Regions from separate parts of the Mus musculus genome. Here region 2 is linked to region 1. The links are chromatin contacts, called in public HiChIP or PLAC-seq maps. All regions are on one chromosome and are shown on one strand. Each heading gives the region's core, a stretch centred on a gene start, on an enhancer-like site or on the middle of the called end of the contact. The rest is flanking DNA. Distances are from core to core; before and after follow the strand shown. Region 1 overlaps Thrb (thyroid hormone receptor beta). Region 2 overlaps Thrb (thyroid hormone receptor beta).

Evidence for each region. HiChIP or PLAC-seq counts read pairs in DNA pulled down with a chosen protein or histone mark.
Region 2: an H3K27ac HiChIP or PLAC-seq map of hepatocytes shows a contact between it and region 1, with 4 times the contacts expected there. The contact joins two enhancer-like sites. A contact is called at or near these places in 2 of 115 datasets of contacts at active chromatin or transcription factors (embryonic stem cells and hepatocytes) and 1 of 9 other capture datasets (embryonic stem cells).

The regions. Positions count from the first base shown.
Region 1 is chr14:17,683,297-17,686,709 of GRCm38.p6, reverse strand. All of the region lies in intron 1 of Thrb (thyroid hormone receptor beta), which reads right to left. Among named protein-coding and RNA genes, the nearest start is that of Thrb, 24 kb to the right of the region's middle. Within about 2 kb of position 1,634, at least 5 of the 459 cell types and tissues checked have an H3K27ac peak or open chromatin away from gene starts, as enhancers often do. A contact at or near this core is called in hepatocytes, where this site is marked.
Region 2 is chr14:17,862,593-17,865,965 of GRCm38.p6, reverse strand. All of the region lies in intron 2 of Thrb (thyroid hormone receptor beta), which reads right to left. Among named protein-coding and RNA genes, the nearest start is that of Thrb, 200 kb to the right of the region's middle. Within about 2 kb of position 1,870, at least 11 of the 459 cell types and tissues checked have an H3K27ac peak or open chromatin away from gene starts, as enhancers often do. A contact at or near this core is called in hepatocytes, where this site is marked.

The DNA.
Region 1 (3,413 bases), core at 385-2,884:
CACATGAGTGTCACTGTGGTGTAGAATTTAGTTTTCAACACTTTCTTTATAATCAATATTATTTAAGATTCTCTGATACAGCTTCTCTTGCCATGCAACAATGGAAAAACAATTTTAGAAAAATAGTGTTCAATGACATGTAATTAAATGTTATCAGGTGTTAGGTTAAAAAACAAAACAACAACAAAATAAAAACAACCACCCTACAAAATGATAGAAAGCCTAGTACTATTTTTCTTCCATTGTGTGTGTGTGTGTGTGTGTGTGTGTGTGTGGGCGGTTGCAGAGGGAGCCTGGAAAGAAATTCCTTAGTATTTCAAAGGTGGTTAGCAAGGTAACCAGTAAATTTCTACAAAGAGCAATTATTGCTTTTGTGAATACAGTAGTAATGAAGGTGTAAAAAGGAGGAGTTAAAAGCCTGGCAGCAGAATGGCCCCAGGCAAGATATGGGTGAGATGTGATCACAGGGTTGCATATTACAATGAAGGCCTTGGGCAGGATGCATCCTGTTTGAGCTCCCAAGTGTTGTTCTTGGGGTTCAACAGCATTTGACTAAATGTCTCTATGTCTCTTTCTAGTCTGTCTTCCTGTAATGGCATGGGTGATATACTGCAAAAACTATTTAATGTTTAAATCAAGCTAGTACAGAAAAGGCATGGGGTGTCACATGAGTGTCACTGTGGTGTGGAATTTAGTTTTCAACACTTTCTTTATAATCAATATTATTTAATGATAAGTATTTATTTCTTTGACTACTAAGAATCAATTGAAAAAGATTATAAAAACAGTCTAAAGGATCGGTGTAAAATTGGCTCATAAATTGTACAATATACTTTCAATTAGGTCTCACTATATGACCCTAACAAACCAGATGAACACCTTCCCTGGTTCTGTTTTGTTTGACTTGTTGTTATGCCTTGCTGGGATCATACCAAGAACCTCCCACATATTAGGCAAATACTCTACTACTGAGCTACAACCTAACCTTCTGCCAGAGTTCTGAAATAATGGAGCCAAGTCAAGTGGTTTTCTTAAGAACACTGCCAGGTGGAAAAGCCCTTTGAATTGCACTACTGAGCAATTCAGATCCCAAGATTCCTCCTTAGAAATGTTGCCAACCAGGGCACTGCTTCCTTTGGAGTGTCATGGAAAGATGCAACCAAGCCGGGCATGGTGGCACACGCCTTTAATCCCAGCACTCGGGAGGCAGAGGCAGGCAGATTTCTGAGTTCGAGGCCAGCCTGGTCTACAGAGTGAGTTCCAGAACAGCCAGGGATATACAGAGAAACATTGTCTCAAAAATTAAAAAAAAAAAAAAAAAAAAAAAAAGAAGAAAAGAAAAGAGAAGGGGAGGGGAGGGGAGGGGAGGGGAGGGGAGGAGAGGGGAGGGAAGGGAAGGGAAGAGAAGAGAAGAGAAGAGAAGAGAAGAGAAAAGAAAAGAAAAGAAAAGAAAAGAAAAGAAAAGAAAAGAAAAGAAAAGAAAAGAGAAAGATGCAACCAGGTTGGGGGTTGGGAAGCACACAGAACTCAGGCTCCAGGTCCCAACCTCTCTTGGCAGTCTAATGTACTCTTGAATCTTGCAAGGACAAGGTCCACCTCCATCACATACCATGAATGTGGTTGTGTCACCGTGAAAGGGTGACAGACCCAGTTCCCTGCTTGTCCTGTGCAGTGGACCAGGCAGTCCCAGTGAGTATGTGGTGCTGCTGCTGACACAGAATAGTTTGCCCTGACTCCTGAAGGCAGGGGACACTGGCATGTGAGGGTGCAGGTAGCCTGCCAGGGGGATGATCTAAACCTTGACAGAACTAAAGAATATAAGACTTCTAAACAATGTGCACGCTACAAAAGCTGTAAGAGGAGGGGCAATTGCTTCTTTTCATAGCGTCTCCTTTCTCAGAAAATACTCTCTTCACAACCCCATTGACACCTGAGTTTTTGAGGCATAGGCCATTATGTTACTGTGCCATGAAGTGAGCTTTAAATGAAATATGATGGCCTGGAGAATTTTCACTCTGATCAGAAAGAAGTATTTGATTTGGACATTGTCCCTTGTGGACAGTGTCTCCCAGGGGCCCAGAAAGTACCTTGGGACCTGCTGACCATTCTGTGAGCATTTACAAATACCCACAGGTACACCATTACTCATTTAGCCCAAAGGACATGGGCAACAACACCTACAAAACATCAGCATCATGCTATCTTTTTAGAAAGAGTTACTAACACTTAAAATGCTCAAGAATACCCTTAAGGCGTACCCAGGCTTGCTAGTCTTTCCTAGTGCACACAGTGAGGACAGCCATTCTTTGTTTGTTTGTTTGTTTTTTAGCTTTCACTGATCATCTCATTTTTTTTCCTACAAATGTTGCTTTTAAATGCAGCCTGTCACAAACCCGATGACTTTCTATGTCATCACGTTCAAACATCCTCATGCACTGTGTTTTAGGTCTGACGATTACAAGCAGCACACCTGTGTTGTGTGTGTTTGTGCAAAAGGCTAGGTCTTATCATCAAAGTAAGTGCATTTTATTTACTCATTTAATAAGAAATGTTGAGGAATGCCACACTGCAAAGGTGGGAAGAATGAAGGACAGAAAACATTTGGGGGAACTTAGTCATAGTCCCATCTTCACCCCAAGAAACTTTATCTCTTCCAATCTGCTGGAAGCTCTCAGTGAGCAAATGAAAACAGCTGGATCAGTTGAAGATTGATTCTTTTAATTATGTACCTCATGTTTTCATAGTGGGGAAATTTTAACCACAGACTGTTTTAGTTTAGCCTCCCCCTCACAGTGTGAGGGATCCATGACTATGTGCATACATGACTTTTCTATCCACATGCTGAAGCCCTGGCACATTTCTTAGGCCCCACCCCAAGAGAGATTTTATCACCCTATATCCCAGTGACCTACACTAACTTCATGCCCTGTCAGTCCTTCCTGTATAGTACAAACATCTCCACAGCAGACACCAGATACATATCAGCTCTGAGACACGTCAGAACTGTTTACAAGAACAGGACTGCCTCTGCTATAAAGGGGAGAGGACTGAGTGGCTGCAGCTTCAGGGATGCTACTCAGAGCTCACAGTCAATTATCAGAGAGGAGGGGCTATCTGGAGGAGCAGGGTTGTGTGGAAACTTAGGAACTGGAAAGTTACCTGTCTAGACTCAAATCCCAGCCCCTTCACAAACTGATCATGTGGCTTTGAGAAAGTCATGCATCCTCTCTAAAGATGCTTCCTAAGATGGTTGTGAGGATTAAATGAATAGACATATTCAAAGCGTTTGGAATAGGGCCTGGCTTTACTGAGAAAATACTGTGGAAGAATTAGTTAAGAATCAACAAGGAGAGCAGAACTACAGCTGAAAGCCACTGAACTTGCTCCAATGTAGGCACTCCTAGCTGGAATTC
Region 2 (3,373 bases), core at 621-3,120, 180 kb before region 1:
CCCAAAGCATCGGATCTCTGTGGCTGGCAGTGTGCAAAAGAACTATGAAAACATAAAAGAACATGCTTTATTAAGAATTTCCAGCAGCTGGGCCTGGCATCCCAGTCAGATTCCATCATGAAAGAGGCTGAGGCAGGAGGACGGCAAGCTTCAGACTAGCCAAGGTGAGTTCCAGGCCAGCCTGGGCTACACATGGTGACAGTGTCTCAGAAAAGACTTTATGCTTTGTATTAAAGTCTACCACCCTTATAAACATGTACCTAGATTGACCAGCACCTAGTTAAAAAAATCTGAAGTTTATCATTCTCCAGAAGCTACCCTACCCTACCCCCAGGAATTACCTTTACCCTCAGGAAACCACACAAACAGCTTTTAATTTTTTTTTTTATGTGTTTGAATACCATGCAAATGCAGTAAAACTGGCCTGGTTTAATACAAGTAATTACTGAAAAATAATTAAGAGGCCAATAATATTTGAGACTAAATGGCCTATGACATCCTATGTCACTCTTATTTATGGTCATTGTAAATAAGAAAATGAGGTCAAGAGAAAACATGTCCCAGAAAGTCATACACTGGTAGTTATTGGGTACAAGTTTCAAGAGCTGTCTGACATAGACCTCATGCCTTGTCACAATGGTTCAGACAGGTGTCTACCTCATACACTATAAAGAGGAGAGAATAAATATAAATATAAATATGAATATAAATATAAATGTAAATATAAATATAAAGATGGAGTCATGAAGGCCATCTGTCCTCTGCCTCAAAGCAAGCACTCTTCTCACATTTATAACCAGTTGAGAATTTAATCTTCCACACAGCTCTACAAGTCAGCATGGTAATGTCTTTAAAGCGTGCTTATGGAAATCGGTTGTTTCTTTAAAAATCTATTCCAGAAATACTTTGGGCTCTCTATGCACTTTTTCGTTTCTGAGGAGAGGTGACTTGTGCTTGCTGTAGAAGAACTGATAGAAGAAACCCAGAGCTCTGCAGTGGGCCCGAGGGACCTTTACAAAGATGAGAGTTTATGAGTGGAGCTTGTGACATTTCTAAGAGAAATCTCACAACAAATGCTTATTCTTATGGCTCTTAAAATGTTTCCACATCTTTTCCTCAATAATCCTGAGCCCTAGGTATGGTTATATTGCAGATGTTTTAAAAAAACATATATGTACAAATAACATTAGAGAGTGAGCAGGTTGAATTTATGTCTTTAGAAACATACTCGCACATGTGAGGGAGAGAGAGTGGAGTTGGGGAGAGACAGAAGGACAGAATCCAGAGTTTGTCTCAGCTCTGCTTGGAGCAAGTGGGTTCAATCATTTGAGCTGAGGATGCTTTCCAAGAAATTAACTGTGAGCTTTATGTGAGCATCCTGGATTTGGTACAGGTACCCCACACCATCTGCAAACAGCTTTTGGAACTCACCCTCAACTCACTTGGCTTGCTGAGAGTCCCAGGAGTAATTACCACACTTCTACTGCTTATATAATTCCGATGATCAAAGAGACAAAGTTTCTTCTTAGCACTTACTGAAGTTGGGGCATCTGGAGACTTACCATGAGTAAGAACACCCAAGTTCTTAACAGAACTCCCAGAATGCCTTGTGTTTCTGCTTAAGTCCACCTTTAAGTCCCCATAAGTAAACATGCCAGATTTTATACCATTCAGTGCATGTGGTTTTTCTAGAATAGGAAGTGGTGGAGCTTCGAGGTGCATCTCCTCTGCTGCACACACCCTGGGAATGTAGGGAAGCAGCAGTGGGCAGTGTACCATTCTGGTTACCAACGACATGCCCACGCTGCCTCTGAGCTCCAGCACTGATGTCTTCTCACTGATTAAGCAATGACTATGAAAACAACCGATTACATCTCTGGCTGTATCCAGCTGAGTGACAGGTCACTACCCCACTGTGCCCCAGGCTTTGAGGCAGAACCTTTCAGGACTCCTGGAATTTAGCATACACTCACCACACAAAGAACTTGAGAGACTAGCTTGTGGGTTCTGCTCACTTGATGTTGAGCAATGGCTACCAGAGAGGCTAGTGATAATGTTTGGCTACTTGGAGAATGAAGGACAAATGAATACACTATCACAGGGGTTTTATTTCTCAAGACCTTCTACTTAAGCCCGTAGAGGCCAGTTCTGGCAGGATCTACCAGAACTCTGTGCAAATTTGGGCAGCGTGGGCATGTCAAGGATAACCAGGGTGGAACATTGCCCACTGCTGCTTCCCTGTATTCCCAGAGTGTGTGCAGCAGGGTAGATGCACCTCGAAGGTCCACCACTTCCTACTCTGGAGAAACCACATGTACTGAATGGTATAATACTTTCCATGTATTTCTCAGATCTTATGATATCTATAACACAGCTGGACCAGGAGTACTTTCCCCAATAATTCCCCAGTACTCACTCATTATCACTCTTTTAAAATGGTTACTGATTTTATAGGATATTGAACGTCACAGTATTTATAAAAGTCATGTTCATGGCTCAATCCCCAAATCTGTGATTTCATTTGGGAAAGCAGATTTCTCATAGCTCTCATTACCTCATGAGTAGTTTATTTTCCACATTCCCAGCTCAAGGATGATCTCCACGAGGAAAAGAACTCTGTTTCATTTGCTCAGGACTATCTTGTGGCATACAGTTAGTATTTAATAGATAATTTTAAGCAATTGATTGTAGTACAAAATATACTTATTTTCTACATTTATTTACTTATTTGTTTTTTAAAATTTAACCACCTTGCATATTATACAGGTAATATATATGATACATATATACCATATCTTTATTGATGTGACATATCCTTATTGATGTGGCATATCCTTATTGTTACAAATCCTTATTGATGATGACAGGTTTTTACTAGAGCCCTTTGACTTTCATAGATATTCAGTCATATCATCATAAAAACAGAATCTTGGTTTTGGCTACATCAGTTATGTCAATATTTCTTACCCACTAAACTCATTGGGACCTCTGACAAGTGCTGAGGTGGGAGGAGGGACCAGTAAGATTTGCAACTTCCCATGTTCATGCCCTCTGGTATGGATCTTTGCTCTGAGTCCTAGCTCAGCCACAGGAATGCTTTGGTTGTTGGCAGACATGATTCAATCCTAAGTCTTAAAAGTGCTACTGGCACAGGGCATTGCTCCTCAGCCTGTACCATGACAGCATGCCTGGACTAGTTTGGAGGAAGAAGAGGAGGAGGGGGGCGGCGGCGGAGGAGGAACAGAAAGAGGAGGAGGAGGAGGAGGAGTAAAATGTGATGCTACAGTATTTTCATTGTTCTAGTAAACACCATTGCCCATATGCAGCCATCCTCAGCACACAAGCACTCCCAATCATGGTGACAGAGCTACCT